Regions from separate parts of the Sus scrofa genome. Here region 1 is linked to region 2. The links are chromatin contacts, called in public targeted proximity ligation maps. All regions are on one chromosome and are shown on one strand. The core of a region is the stretch at or near the end of the contact, and the rest is flanking DNA. Distances in the headings are between cores, read along the strand shown.

Region 1 (6,229 bases), core at 91-2,590, 130 kb before region 2:
TCTGAGCTCAGAATCTGGGAGCTGGGAAGGCTCTAGAAAACATGTGGCCCAATCACCGGCATCCAGAGCGCAGGACCCCCAGTCCCAAGAAACGACTTGGTCAAAGTCATGTAAGCTAGGCCACACATTCAGGCCTCTAGACGCCTAGGTCCTCCCCACGGGGTCCACACAGGGTAGGGCACTCAGTGCCATCAGCCGTCTCGCCTCTGCGCTGCACGGAAAGGGCCGTCCCCACTCATGAATTGTTGCATGGGCCTTGCAAGCTGCCTGCTACTTTCTCCAAAGCCAGCCCAACTCACGAGCTAGGGTTCCAAGTGCCAGGGAAGCAGACGGAGAGGTGAGTAAAAGCAGGTGCAAAATAATGCTGCCCACTAGCAGAGGCCACAGGCGGATGCTGGCCTCGTGTTACAGCGGCCGACCTGTCTGCCTGCCTGCCCTGCAGGCAGCCAGCAGGGAGAAAGCACATGGCCTGGTCATCAGCAGTGTTCTCTCCAGGCACAAAGGTGGGCCCAGACCGAGCAGACGCTCCATCAGCAGCTCTCCACGCCAGAAGCCACTGGCCCCACCCTGTGCCTCCACCCACACACTCCCCCAGGTAAAGCCCCTTGTCCGAACCTGGCAGAGGAGGCCCAAGCCCCCCGTTACGGGAGGCAGCATTCCCCCAGCAGCACCCCTGACAATTAGAAAGAAGCCCAAGAGACTGCTCCCTCATTGTGTAACAGGGCAAGCGAGGCCCCTCTCCACCCCCAGCACTCAGGCAAACCTGCCCAAACCAATGCTGGCTGTTCATCCACCTTCCCCGTGGGCGTGGACAGGAGCAAGAGCTTCTCCACGTGGGTTGCTGAGGCAGCCCTCGTGGGTCTGGCAGGATGGAGGGAGATTCAAAACCACATGCGCGTGTAGACAGTGGAGGGTCCTGATGACCCCTGAGGCCAGTTTTGCCCTGCTCTGAAACAAGCCCCTGGGGGAGAAGAAAGCCAGGCAGGAGGAGGCCAGGGCTGAGTCCCGATGTGAGAGCACTAAGCCCCGGGCCACAGCTCTGCAGAGGGCTGGGCTCTCGGGGAAGGACAGGCTCAAGGACGATGGGACACAGACAGGGACTGAGATGGACACCGGCATGCAAAGCTCATGACAAACTCGGCTCCAAATCAGAGTACAAACAGCCCTCCAAGGAGCACAGAGGGCTCTGGGGATGTGCCGTGGATGGGCTCAGCCAAACTCCGAGAACCCGGAACACCAGTGCTAGCAGGTGGACGGGCAGATGTTCTCTGCAGAAGCCAGTGGCTCTGGTCGCCTCGAGAAGGGCAATCACATGAAATAAGAGGGCTGCTGGTGACTGCTAAGCCAGGATTTGCTCTTGGACCTTGGCGTCTGTCCCTGGCTTTCAGCTTAGGCTCTGCCCTACTGTGTTTTGAGGTCCAGCTCATGTTGGAGAGCCCAGCTCTTCATGAAGAGTCACAAAGTCCTGGGAGTTCCCGTCGTGGCGCAGTGGTTGACGAATCCAACCAGGAACCATGAGGTTGCGGGTTCGATCCCTGGCTTCGCTCAGTGAGTTAAGAATCCGGCGTTGCTGTGAGCTGTGGTGTAGGTTGCAGACGCGGCTCAGATCTCGTGTCGCCGTGGCTCTGGTGTAGGCCAGCGGCTACAGCTCCGACTGGACCCCTAGGCTGGGAACCTCCATATACCGTGAGTGTGGCCCTATAGGGCAAAAAAAAAAAAAAAAAGAGTCACAAAGTCCAGTTGGAAAAGGCACCCCCAAGCCCCAACAGCAGAGTCTGTTTGCCAGAAGAACAGCTGGGTCCTCAGAGTTTATTACAAAGGTCAACACTGGGCCATGGGCCTCGGTCAGAACTAAAGGAACTCCACAGGAGCCACTTCGGTTTTTCCGACTTTCACGGCTGTAGACTCTCAGCTCTCTCTCTTCAATTTTAGGGAATTTGTTTTGCTCGCTTCTGATAGCTTAATTCCAGCAATCAGGCAGGGGAAGGAAAGCAACCCTTTTCCCCAAAGGCATCAACGTTCAGCCCTGACAGACCAGGACACGCTCTTCGGGAGTCTCAAGGCCAGAACTTGAGAAAACAGGAAAAACAAGCTGGGAGGTAGCGTCCAGGGAGGTGAAAAGCACAAGCAGCTCAGCCTTTAGAGACTCTGCAGGTGGGTTTGCGTCGTCTGTTTGGTGGTGTGTGTGCAGTAACAGAGATCCTGGGCCCAGTTTTCGAGCCCCCCACCCACCCCCCCGCCGCCAAAGTTTCAGGTTCCAAGAGGGCACATCTTTCTTCTCTCCCACCTCTGCGAGCTCAGAGCAAAGCAGAGCAGGCTGATTGGGTTGGATTAAAAGCAAAACAAAGAAGCCAAAAGCTGAATCCTTGAAAAGGACCCATCAACCACAGATTCCTCTTCTAGAAAGAACATTTTATAGAAGTGAGACTGACAGGCGTGACCACAGTTGTAATTAAGCAGCATCCTGCCAGGGCCCCACTTTCCTCCTGGGGTGGGGGGGTGCTGACCGAGCAGTCTCCTTGCCTGGCCCTCCGTGTTCGGGCAGAGGGGCCAGGGCCGCCTGTCATAGCGCACGCTGGGGACCCACCGGTACTTCGACTGAGGATGACTCCACCTCTGAGGTGCAGACATTCTTGGGAAGCCCCCGAGCCCACAGGGACCCCAAGGCCTCGCGCTGCCAGCTCCGGCCCATGGACCAGATCAGACAAGCTGGAGGTCACCTCTGCCAGCGCACGCCTATGTGTCACACGGTCACTGCAGGGAAGGCAGCTTCGGCAAGCCACTACCTATGTGTGCTGGTCCCCTGAGCCTGGACTCTGGGAGGGAGCTCACCAAGGAGATGAAGCAGCCTCGGAGGGGGTATTTGGTTACCACCTTCATCCAGCAAGAGGGAGCACAGGTGGAAGGGAAATGCCACGTGCAGCCGCAGGGAAGGCAGGGACGGTTCACCCAAGACACCGCATCTCCAGGCTCCCCCCGCTACCTTCCAGAGGCACCTGAGGCCAGCACCGTACACACAGCACCTTGTCTGGTCCTTCCAATGACCCCGCCAGGTACGTGTATCAAGTCAAAAGGCAGATGAGAAAATGAAGGCCCCAAGTGGACACGGTCGGTCAGGACAGGAAAGAGCCAGACTCTGGCTGGTCCAAACCCCATGCTGTCTTCCACCCCCTTGTAGCTCACAAGGCAAGCTTCTCCCTCCAGGTAAGGCCGAGAGAGGCCCGGCACGGCCTCCTCCTGTTGACTGGCTCCAGAAGCGCGGCATCGCTTGTCCAGCAGCCCTCAAGCTGGGTGGGCCCCCGTGCCCTGGGCGCTCACTCTCCTGCCCGAGGGGGCCTGCCTGCCTCCCAGGCCCCCACCCCCGCAGGGCGACTTCCAGCTGGGCCAGCACTCGGCTGGCAGGGGTGATAAAGCGCAGCCCTCGGGGCGAGCCACCGCCTCGGGGGCACAGGCGCTGGGCGGCTCTGGACCTCCCCGCACACAGCGGGGCCTTTGTGTGCCGCTGCTGGCAGGGCCCTCTGGCAGGGCCCGAGCCTCCTGGCTGGCACATTCCTGCCTAAGTGGAGTCATCACATCTGCGGCTTCCTCGGCAGCCTGTCCTGGTGAGTCTGCTCGAAGTCACGGTTTACTGGGCCCTCAAAGCATTTCCAGCGCCTCCTCAACGCGGCGACCTTTCCTCCCAGAGACCTTGGAGGGCCGACGGGTCCACGGGAGCCACAGGTAAGGCGGGGAGAATGCGGAGGGAGGCGAGAGGACCCCAAGCCACCGGCCAGGCAGGAACATCCTGCCGAACACCAGCCACAGAGGAGGATGGGCACCAGGACAGGAATCGGGGGTCTGGTTTCCGGGGCTGGCTCTCTGGGGGCCTTCGGACAAGTGAGTACATGTTTCTGGGCCTGTCCCTTTACCTGTGAGGTCGCAGGATCATACTCAGATGTGAGGAAAAATGCTCAAATTCCACCTTGTTCACCCAAAAAGGTTAACCAGCCCCTGAGTGGCAGGTGGACACTCACTGGGCACTTGGTGACCCAACACTCCTGGGGCAGCTTCCACTGAGAAGCTGAGGTGGGAGCAGCACAGAGCAAAGGGTTAAATAGTTCTCGGATGACTTTAGGTCTGGAAGGAAAGCAGGCCCTGCCGCCACTCCCCCAGAAATGCTGGGGGCTCATTAAAATACCATAAAGTCACTGGAAGTGAACTGAGCCTGGCGGTCTAACTAATTAACACAGAAGAGGGGTTTCTGTCCTCTTTCTGAGAAAATAACTGGGCTCAGATTGTTTGTAACCCGCTGATTCTCCTATAAAAGCACACACTCTCACCCACCCAGGGAGACCCTGGGGCTGGGCCTCAGAGGAAGCCAGGAGCGCCCTTACCCCACCCCTGCAGCCTCTGCTGAATCCCCAGGCGGCCCTTGGAACCCTGACCCCTCAGGGCTGATGTCTGCCTTTTGCTGTCTCTCATCCTTGCCGTCTCAGACGGTTCAAAGGCTCCGGCGCCTGACAGATCCCGAGCAACGGTTCCGCCCCTAGGCAGGAAGACCCAGCAAAGCCAGGGACGAAAATTAACCTAACGGGAAGCCAGAGTTGGGAGGGTGAACCTACCAGGTCACTGCAACTTTAATTAAACCCGAGGCTGAGGATTAAAACAAACACAACTGTGCCGCACGTCTGGGCTGGGCTGTAACCACTTATTGACACGGACCTGCCAGCCTTTCCGCAGCAACCGACCTGGACGGAGCCTCTCTGACCACCCCGGGCTGCAGCGGCCTCACCTTCCCCTGAACTCCCAAGACACCCAACACCTGCTGTGGTCAGGTTGGCACCAGGTAGAGGTGGCAACTTGTCCTGTTACACAGCTACAGCCACAGGTCTCTGTGTACAAACACGTCTGTCCCTCCACCTGGACTGCCAGCGCCTCCAGCGCCAGAATCATGTACTGCACCTCTTAGTGTTCTGGCACGTTCCATCTGCCATCTCCACGGCCCCATCGAGGGTGCCATAAGCTGCCATGTCCTATCCTGTGCCCATGGCAGACAGCGCTAATCTATTCCAGCATTCCTGGGCATTGAGTCCTGGTTCTCTGCCAACACAGGACCAGGCAAGCCACTACTGATCAATGGGAGCTGACGCTTAGAATAAAACCAATCGGCAATGCTTAGTCCAGCGGTTCTGAAGCGAGGGCAATTTTGCCCCCCAAGGAACACTTGGCAGCAATGTCTGGGGGCATTTTTGGCGGTCGCAACTGGCGACGGAGGGTCCTAGTGGTGTCTAGTGGGTAGAGACCAGGAAGCTAAGCATCCCATAATGCTCGGGACAGGCCCCCAACAACAGAGAATTATCCACCCCAAATGTCGATGGTGCCAAGTGTGAGAAACCCTGGCTTAGCCTGGCAAATAAGCAGAGAAACCATATAACTTATCTTCCAAACTGGGGTGTTTATGAAAGTGAGAGAGGGCATGGTCAATAGTAACTGCAGGACAGCAGGCATGAATCAGGACCTACAGGCAAACCAGAACATCTAGGAGCTGAAAGACAGAGGGCAGTCCGAGGAGAAGTCAAAGAGCTCATCTCATATAAGCATAAGGCCACCAACTGCCCTATTTGGCAGAATAAACGCTAGTCTGTCACAAGCCACAGCCAGCTCAGGGAGGAAATCTCTTTCTAGTTCTTGTTTAAAGAAAAAGCAGAAAAGGAACTGTCTGGCCGCACCTTTTAGCATGTGAGTGGTAACGGACAGGCCTGAGTTCCCCCAAAGCCAGAGGGGCAGCGTGTGCTGATAAGACACGCTCTCCAAGAGCAGTGTCGATTCTAACAGCCTGCGGACCCCAAGGCTCCACTGTCCATACCTGGCTTAGAGCAGCCCCAAAGGCTCCTCTTGGGAACTTAAATCTTTACTGGTGAACCACTGTGTCCTAACAGGGGCCACTTCTGCTCATTAAGGAGGAATCCCTGTCCCCAGATCAAGAAATCTGCTGCTAATGGCTTTGCCAGCGGAATGTGTGCAACACGAGAGAACCTGGAAAGGTCCCCAGTCAACCTGGGGGCTGAAGAACTGCAGTCAGTCCAATCTGAAGCAGAGTAGGTGAAAACTCAGATTGAGGGTTAGAAAGAATGTGGATCCAGCACCTACAGACTGTTAAATGGAAGCCCCAAGACCTCAGATTCCCAGGGCCTGCACATGAGCACCCCGTTCCTGGTCTCCAGGTGATGCAAACACCCACCCACTTACC
Region 2 (6,388 bases), core at 816-3,315:
CTATTCAATTCTTCTAAACAAAACCACACTTTAAATTTTTTTTTTTTTTTTTTGGCCACACCATGGCATTTGGAGTTCCTGGGCCAGGGTTCAGATCCGAGCCACAGTTGTGACCTACACTGTAGGTGTGGCAACACCAGATCCTTAAGCCATTGTGCCAGCCCAGGGATCGAACCCGTGTACCAGGGTTCCAGAGACACTGCTGATCATGTTGCACCACAGGGGGCGCTTCAACAAAACCCTTCTTAAACATCGCTTTTTTTCTTTTTCTTTCTAGGGCCATGCCCATGGCATATGGAAGTTCCCAGGCTAGGGGTCAAATGAGAGCTATAGCCGCCAGCCTACACCACAGCTGCAGCAACGACAGATCCGAGCTTCGTCTGCAATCTACACCACAGCCACGGCAGTGCTGGATCCTTAACCCACTGAGCAAGGCCAGGGAGCAAACCCAAAATGTCATGGATACTAGTTGGGTTCTTAACCCGCTGAGCCACAACAGGAACTCCCATCACCTCCTCTCTATGCTTTACCTGACAGCCCTGCAGGTTTGCTCCTTTTCAGGGCTTCAACTCATTCTGTGCTTTAGCAGCATGATGATAAATGTTACTTGTACCTAGTGTGACATTTAGACTTTAGATTGTAACAACAGTGTGCTCACTGTAAGCTTTTGAGGGCAGGGGCTGGGCCCTCCTCTGCTTTGACTCCTAATCCCCAGCACCAAGCAGCCCAGGGGGGCACCCACAGGCACCAGCTGGCCAAGGTTAGGGAGTGAGGCCACCATGTGGGGGGTGGAGAGAATATTCCAGACTTAGGAAGAGATTTTTTTGTTTTTGCTTTTTTAGGGCTGCACCCAAGGCATATAGAAGTTCCCAGGCTAGGGGTCAAATTGGAGCTGTAGCTGCCTGCCTACACCACTGCACAGCCACACCAACAAGGGCACGGGATCCTAGCTGCATCTGCGACCTATACCACAGCTAACAAAATGCCAGATCCTTAACCCACTGAGCAGGGCCAGGGATTGAACCTGCATTCTCATAGATACTAGTCAGATTCGTTTCCACTGAGCCATGACGGGAACGCTAGGAAAAGATCTTTTAAAAAAAAATTTTTTTTTTAGGGCCACACTTGCAGCATATGGAGGTTCCCAGGCTAGGGCTCGAGTCAGAGATATAGCTGCTAGCGTACACCACAGCCACAGCAATGCAGGATCCGAGCCACATCTACACCACAGCTCATGGCAATCCCAGATTCTTAACCCACTGAGTGAGGCCAGGGATCAAACCAGCAACCTCATGGTTTCTAGTTGGATTCGTTAACCACTGCTCCACAACAGGAACTCCTAGGAATAGATCTTAAGCAAAAGACGCTTCTACCCACTGCCCAGGGTCAGGGTGGGGGAGGCAGATAAAAGAGAGAGGCCCAGGGGTTCCCGCCATGGCGCAGTGGGTTAGTGATCCAGCCGGTCTCAGTGGAGACACTAGTTCAGTCCCCTGCCCTGTGCAGTGGGTTAAGGATCTAGTGTTGCTGTGGCTGTGATATAGGTCGCAGCTCTGACACGGATTGATTCCATATGCCCTGAGGTGGCAGCAAAGGGGCAGGATTAGGGGTTGAGTCGGGCCACCTCACCCTCATTTCCTAGGGTGTCTTGTGTTCTGGTCACATCACACCACCTCTCTGGGCCTCAGTTTCCTCATCCATGAAGTGGAAACAGTAATCGCTACCTCAGGTGGGGGCTGGGAGGCGGAGATGGGGGGGGCGCACCTGGCAGTGGGGGACACAAAGGGATCAATGCCAGACGGCCTTCTTGCTGGAGGCTGAGGCAGGCAGCAGACCGGAGGCAGACAGCTACATGCCTGTGGTCCCCCAGGAAGCTGGCTGAAGGTGGGGACCCAGCTCACCCCGAGGCAACCATTAGCAGCTGTGCAGTGGTGGCGGCGGCAGCGGCGGGGCTCAGGAAAGGTCCCCCATCAGTGGCTGTGTGCGGCTGGCTGGCTTAGAGGCGTGGTGAGAAGCCCGTCAGACGTGACCGGGAGGCACGGGGAACAGAGGAGCAGACTCAGGGTGGATTCCAGTGGGCATTCCTCAAGGGTGAGGTCACCCCCCCTGGCTCCCCGGGGCTGCCACTGGCCCCACTGAGCTAGCTCTGGAGCAGGACAGGGTGGCGGCAGGGGTCAGAGTCAGGACACAGAGGCACATGTCAGGCTCCCCACCTGGCACAATGACGGGCCCCTCCCATGGTGAGGTGCTGGGGTCCTTATCTCGGGAAGCCCTGTGTTTCCTGTTTAAGATGTAGTGGGAGGGGGGAGAGCTGGGGAGGGGGGAAGCAAAGCCACGGACATTTCTTGAGCTCCTGCTGGGTACCAGCATGTTTACTTGACGGCGTCTTTCCCTGGTGATGGTTATTAGCCTCAGTTTGCAGATGGTGCAACTGCTCAAAATGGTGAAAAAGTTTGCCCCAAAGAGAACGCGGTATTATTCATGGGTAAGAACACAGAGCCTTTGGAATCGAACACCTCTGAGTTCAGATCTGAGTTTCGACAGCCTGTTGGTGCCGCATGACTTACGCTCTCTGGGCCTCAGTTTCCTCCTCTGTAAAATGGCCATAATGGTAGACCCTACCACCTGGGGTTGTTGGGAGGGCGCAGCGAGACGGCACACGTAACAAGCACTCGGTGAATGCGAGCCCGCATCATCCCCATCTGGCTGATGTGACAATTGAGCCTCAGGACGGCGAGGAAACGTGCCCAGGGCCACACCGCTAGTGGTGGGTGGCCAGCTCCCGCCCTGAACTCAGCTCTGATTCTTCTTGTCCTCCTTGCACCATTGTGGAGCGGCTGGTGGTCACCCCCAGCTTCCAAAAGGCAGGAGAGGGGAGGCTCCTTGGAACAATCCGTGGCCCAGATTTCCGGCAGAGCCATAGAAGCCGCCTGGAGAACGGGGTTCAGGGTCACGCCTGCAGCCGGTGTTCCAGGCAGCAGAGAGGAACTGCGGCAGCATGCCTGGAAGCCGGGCTTGTCCGCAGCGTCCTGCCGGCCTCTGACATTGTTCTCTGGGCCCTCCCAGCCCAGGGCCCGCACATTAGGGGCTTCCGGCAGCCCGGCCAAATTACCTTCACTTTCCAGAGAAGCTTTCCTCAGGCGTCTGGGGTAGGGGCTGACCTGGCCCCGTGCCCCCTGCCCTGGGCAGGGCCTGCTGGGAAGGGCACGGGCACAGCCTCAACAATATCCCTCTGACCCGCAGGTCCTGGCCCCGGACACAGCCCTTCTCAGAGTCCCGGCCGCCCTCCTCACTCTCTGCTCCTGGAGCCCAGGGAAGCAAAGGCCGTGACTCGCTTTCATTTAGGGTTGGCTGAAGTCAGGCACTCGGCTTCAGGTCCCCACCACAAACACACTGTGACCTGGGGAAGCCACCCCTCCCTGTGCCCTTCTGAGGGTCTGGATGATACCCTCGCACTCTGACATCTGCTCAGAGCGACCTGCTGTCCTTTGCTGCCTCCGAGCATAAGACCCTTGAGGGTGCCGTCACTTTCTCTCCTGTGTTTGTTCAGAAGGAACCTACACGAGCGACCACCAGCCATCCATCCAAATGCCTCTAAGACCTGCTAAGGCGCTTCAGCGCTGAGCATCTGGGACGGTGCCTCGGCCACTCTGCTGACGTCACTCTGTGCTGTGTCATCTGTGAAATGGGAAGAAGTGCCGGCAGGGGGCTGGTGGGGACCACAGGACAGACGTGATTAGACGAGCCAGCACTACAAATTTAAGCTTCCATTTTCACCTCCTGCCTCCAGGTCACCGGGATGAAGTTGGTATCAAGACAGTACATGTACAGAGGTCACACCCCAGACATCTTGGGGACTAGGGGGAGCCCATGGCTATGTCCCCTTTCCTGGGCTCTTGGCAGGTATCTGTGCTTCAGGGGGGATGGAGATGCTCCCCTGACCCCCAGCAGAACTGCCAGGCCCTGCAGCTGCTCTGCCAACCCCTCTTCCACGGCCAGGAGCCTGAGGCACCCAGAGGGCAACAGCGGGGCCAACGATGCAGAGCCAGCTGCGTCCCAGTGAGATCAGCGCCATGGAATTAGTCAAACGGGATCACCCAGAGGATCACCGCCAGTGACTCATGCCACGAACAGCCTCTGGGCAGAGACTGCCAACCTGGAGCAGCGGAGGCACCAGCTCACCTCACTCTGCAGCACACCTTTTAAGGAAAGGGAGCTCCGGGCTGTGCAGAGGCCCTGCCTCTGCCCGACGCCTTTGCCAGCCCTTCTCCACACCTACCTGGGGTGGGGGGAAACAGCCAGACCCCCGCCTGGATTCAAATCGGGCATTATCGCCTTTCAGATGTGACCTTGGGCAAGTCAATTTCCTCAAACCGGTTCCTTCACTTGTAATAGGGAAATAATACTTGCCTCACAAGAGAGGAATTAAATGAGGTCATGCACATACAAGTGTTGGCAAAGGGCACCTTTTTAGGAGTGGCAGTGGGGGACAGTTGGAGAGGGCCCAGGATCAGGAGTCAGGGTGCCCGGTTCTGAATTCTGGCCCCAGCCCTTACCTGCCAGGTACCTCTGCCTCAGAACCTCTTCAGTAACGTGAGCTGCCTGGCAGCTGGTTGTGGGATGGGGCGCATACACCACCTTTACGAGCGGATGGGGGGAGTGCAGGGGCAGGGGCCAGCCTGGTGCCCGAGGGCTTTGTGATCTTGGACAAGGTCCCCAACCTTGGAGGGGGTCTCGTGTGTAAAGGGGTCAGTCATGACGGTGCTCTTCTTGGGGCGCTGCCGTGGGAGGGGTGCTTTAGAACAGCGCCCGAGGGAGTTCTCGGTGTGGCTCAGCGGAAATGAACCCGACCAGCATCCATGAGGATGCACATCGGATCCCTGGCCCCCCTCAGGGGGTTAAGGATCCTGTGTTGCTGGGCTGTGGTGTAGGCCGGCAGCTGCCACTCTGATTCGACCCCTAGCCTGGGATTTTCCACATGCCAAGGGTGAGGCCCTAAAAAGACAAAAACAAACAAACAAAAAAAGACAAAGAACAGTGCCTGGGACCCAGGAAGTGCTCCCTGAGCACTGGCTGCACTTATTCCTCTTACACACAGCCCCTGGCCCTTCTCCACGAATGCTAGTTGCTGGTGCCCTTCCCTCCACAAGCCTCTGACAGATCCAGCCACAGGCCCTGCTTCTGAGCCGACCCTGCCCTCCTGCACCAGTCACAGCAGCCTTCTCAAGGCGGTCCTAGGGCTGACCCTCTAAACACCCCACGGCAACCCAGGCAGTTCTAACAACAGGCAAGCCACAGAGAAGAGAGCACACAGCGCCCCGGGGCCGAGGGAAAGGGTGTGGGATAGCCCAGCTGGGCAAGCAGGCAAGCAAGCCAGAGGGCAGCTCAACCACATGAGGGCAAAGGCTTTCCTGGCTGCCGAGCCTGCTTTGCCTGGCACCTTCCTCCATGGGCCAGGAGGAGCTAGGAACAAGAAGGGGCAGAGGGGCCTTGGAGTTCCAGCACACACACAGGAAGGCAGGCCCTCGCTAGGTTGGGACTGGGGGAGGCTCTGGAGGATCCAGGGGAGCCGCTGTGAGAGCCGAGGCTTGAGGCACCCATGTCCCCAAAACACCCAGGCTCTGCGCTCCTGAGCCTGTGTCCTCATCTGCATACCGGAGACAACAATCGCCCTTTGGCCTTGTGTGTAAAGGTGTTCCCTTGACTGACGACAGGCAAGTCAAGGGCAAGAGGGTGCTGGGGGTCAGAGGAGAAAACGGACAGCGGCCCAGCCTGGGAAGGGGTCACAAGCGCTCCTGAAGCCCAGACAGAGGGAAGCTGTCGACAGTGCACACCCTCGTTTTATTGGTCCAGTCTTTTCACAGTGAAGCCTGCTACTCAGAGAAAGGGCTGGCTAATGGGGAGGGAAGGTAGTGTCTCGAACCTTCCAGAGTCAAAGGTGTGCAGGATGCCCCCAGCGCGACGCACGTTCGCTGCCCTTGTGCCTGGGAGGAAGGTGGCTCTCTGGCGGGAAAGGGGGTGTGGACAGAGGGTAATTTAGCTCAGGGCCCAGGGTCTGGTCTTCACAGTGGGAGGTAGAGGGATCACAAAAGTTCTTTATTAAGGACCTGCACAAAATGAGAGAACTGTATGTTACTCTCACTTGTTCGGGTTTCTAGTTTCCTTCTTTCTTTTTTACAAAACAGCAGCAGGAAAGAAAAACGCAGGAGGCAGATGAGCCAGGCACCAGGGTTCAGATCAGAAGGGATCAGGGAGATGGGACCAAGGTGGTACCACAGGCTGGCCCCGCGGCTCTGTCCAAGCATCCTGGAGGGAGCAGAGCGGGTGGGAAGACGGCTGTCCTGGCTCCTGGGGCGGCCAGCCTGGCAGCTAGCCAGGCTGGGAGCGCTTG

Evidence for each region.
Region 1: a contact with region 2 is called in a targeted proximity ligation map of skeletal muscle. A contact is called at or near these places in 10 of 47 Hi-C or Micro-C datasets (alveolar macrophages, embryonic fibroblasts, fetal skeletal muscle and 6 more) and 2 of 2 datasets of targeted methods (alveolar macrophages and skeletal muscle).

What each region holds. Positions count from the first base shown.
Region 1 is chr5:11,405,187-11,411,415 of Sscrofa11.1, reverse strand. All of the region lies in intron 3 of MYH9 (myosin-9), which reads right to left. Among named protein-coding and RNA genes, the nearest start is that of MYH9, 43 kb to the right of the region's middle.
Region 2 is chr5:11,277,063-11,283,450 of Sscrofa11.1, reverse strand. It overlaps TXN2 (thioredoxin 2), which reads right to left. Exons shown (of 4, transcript NM_001243705.1): 4 at 5,820-6,388. Among named protein-coding and RNA genes, the nearest start is that of TXN2, 16 kb to the right of the region's middle.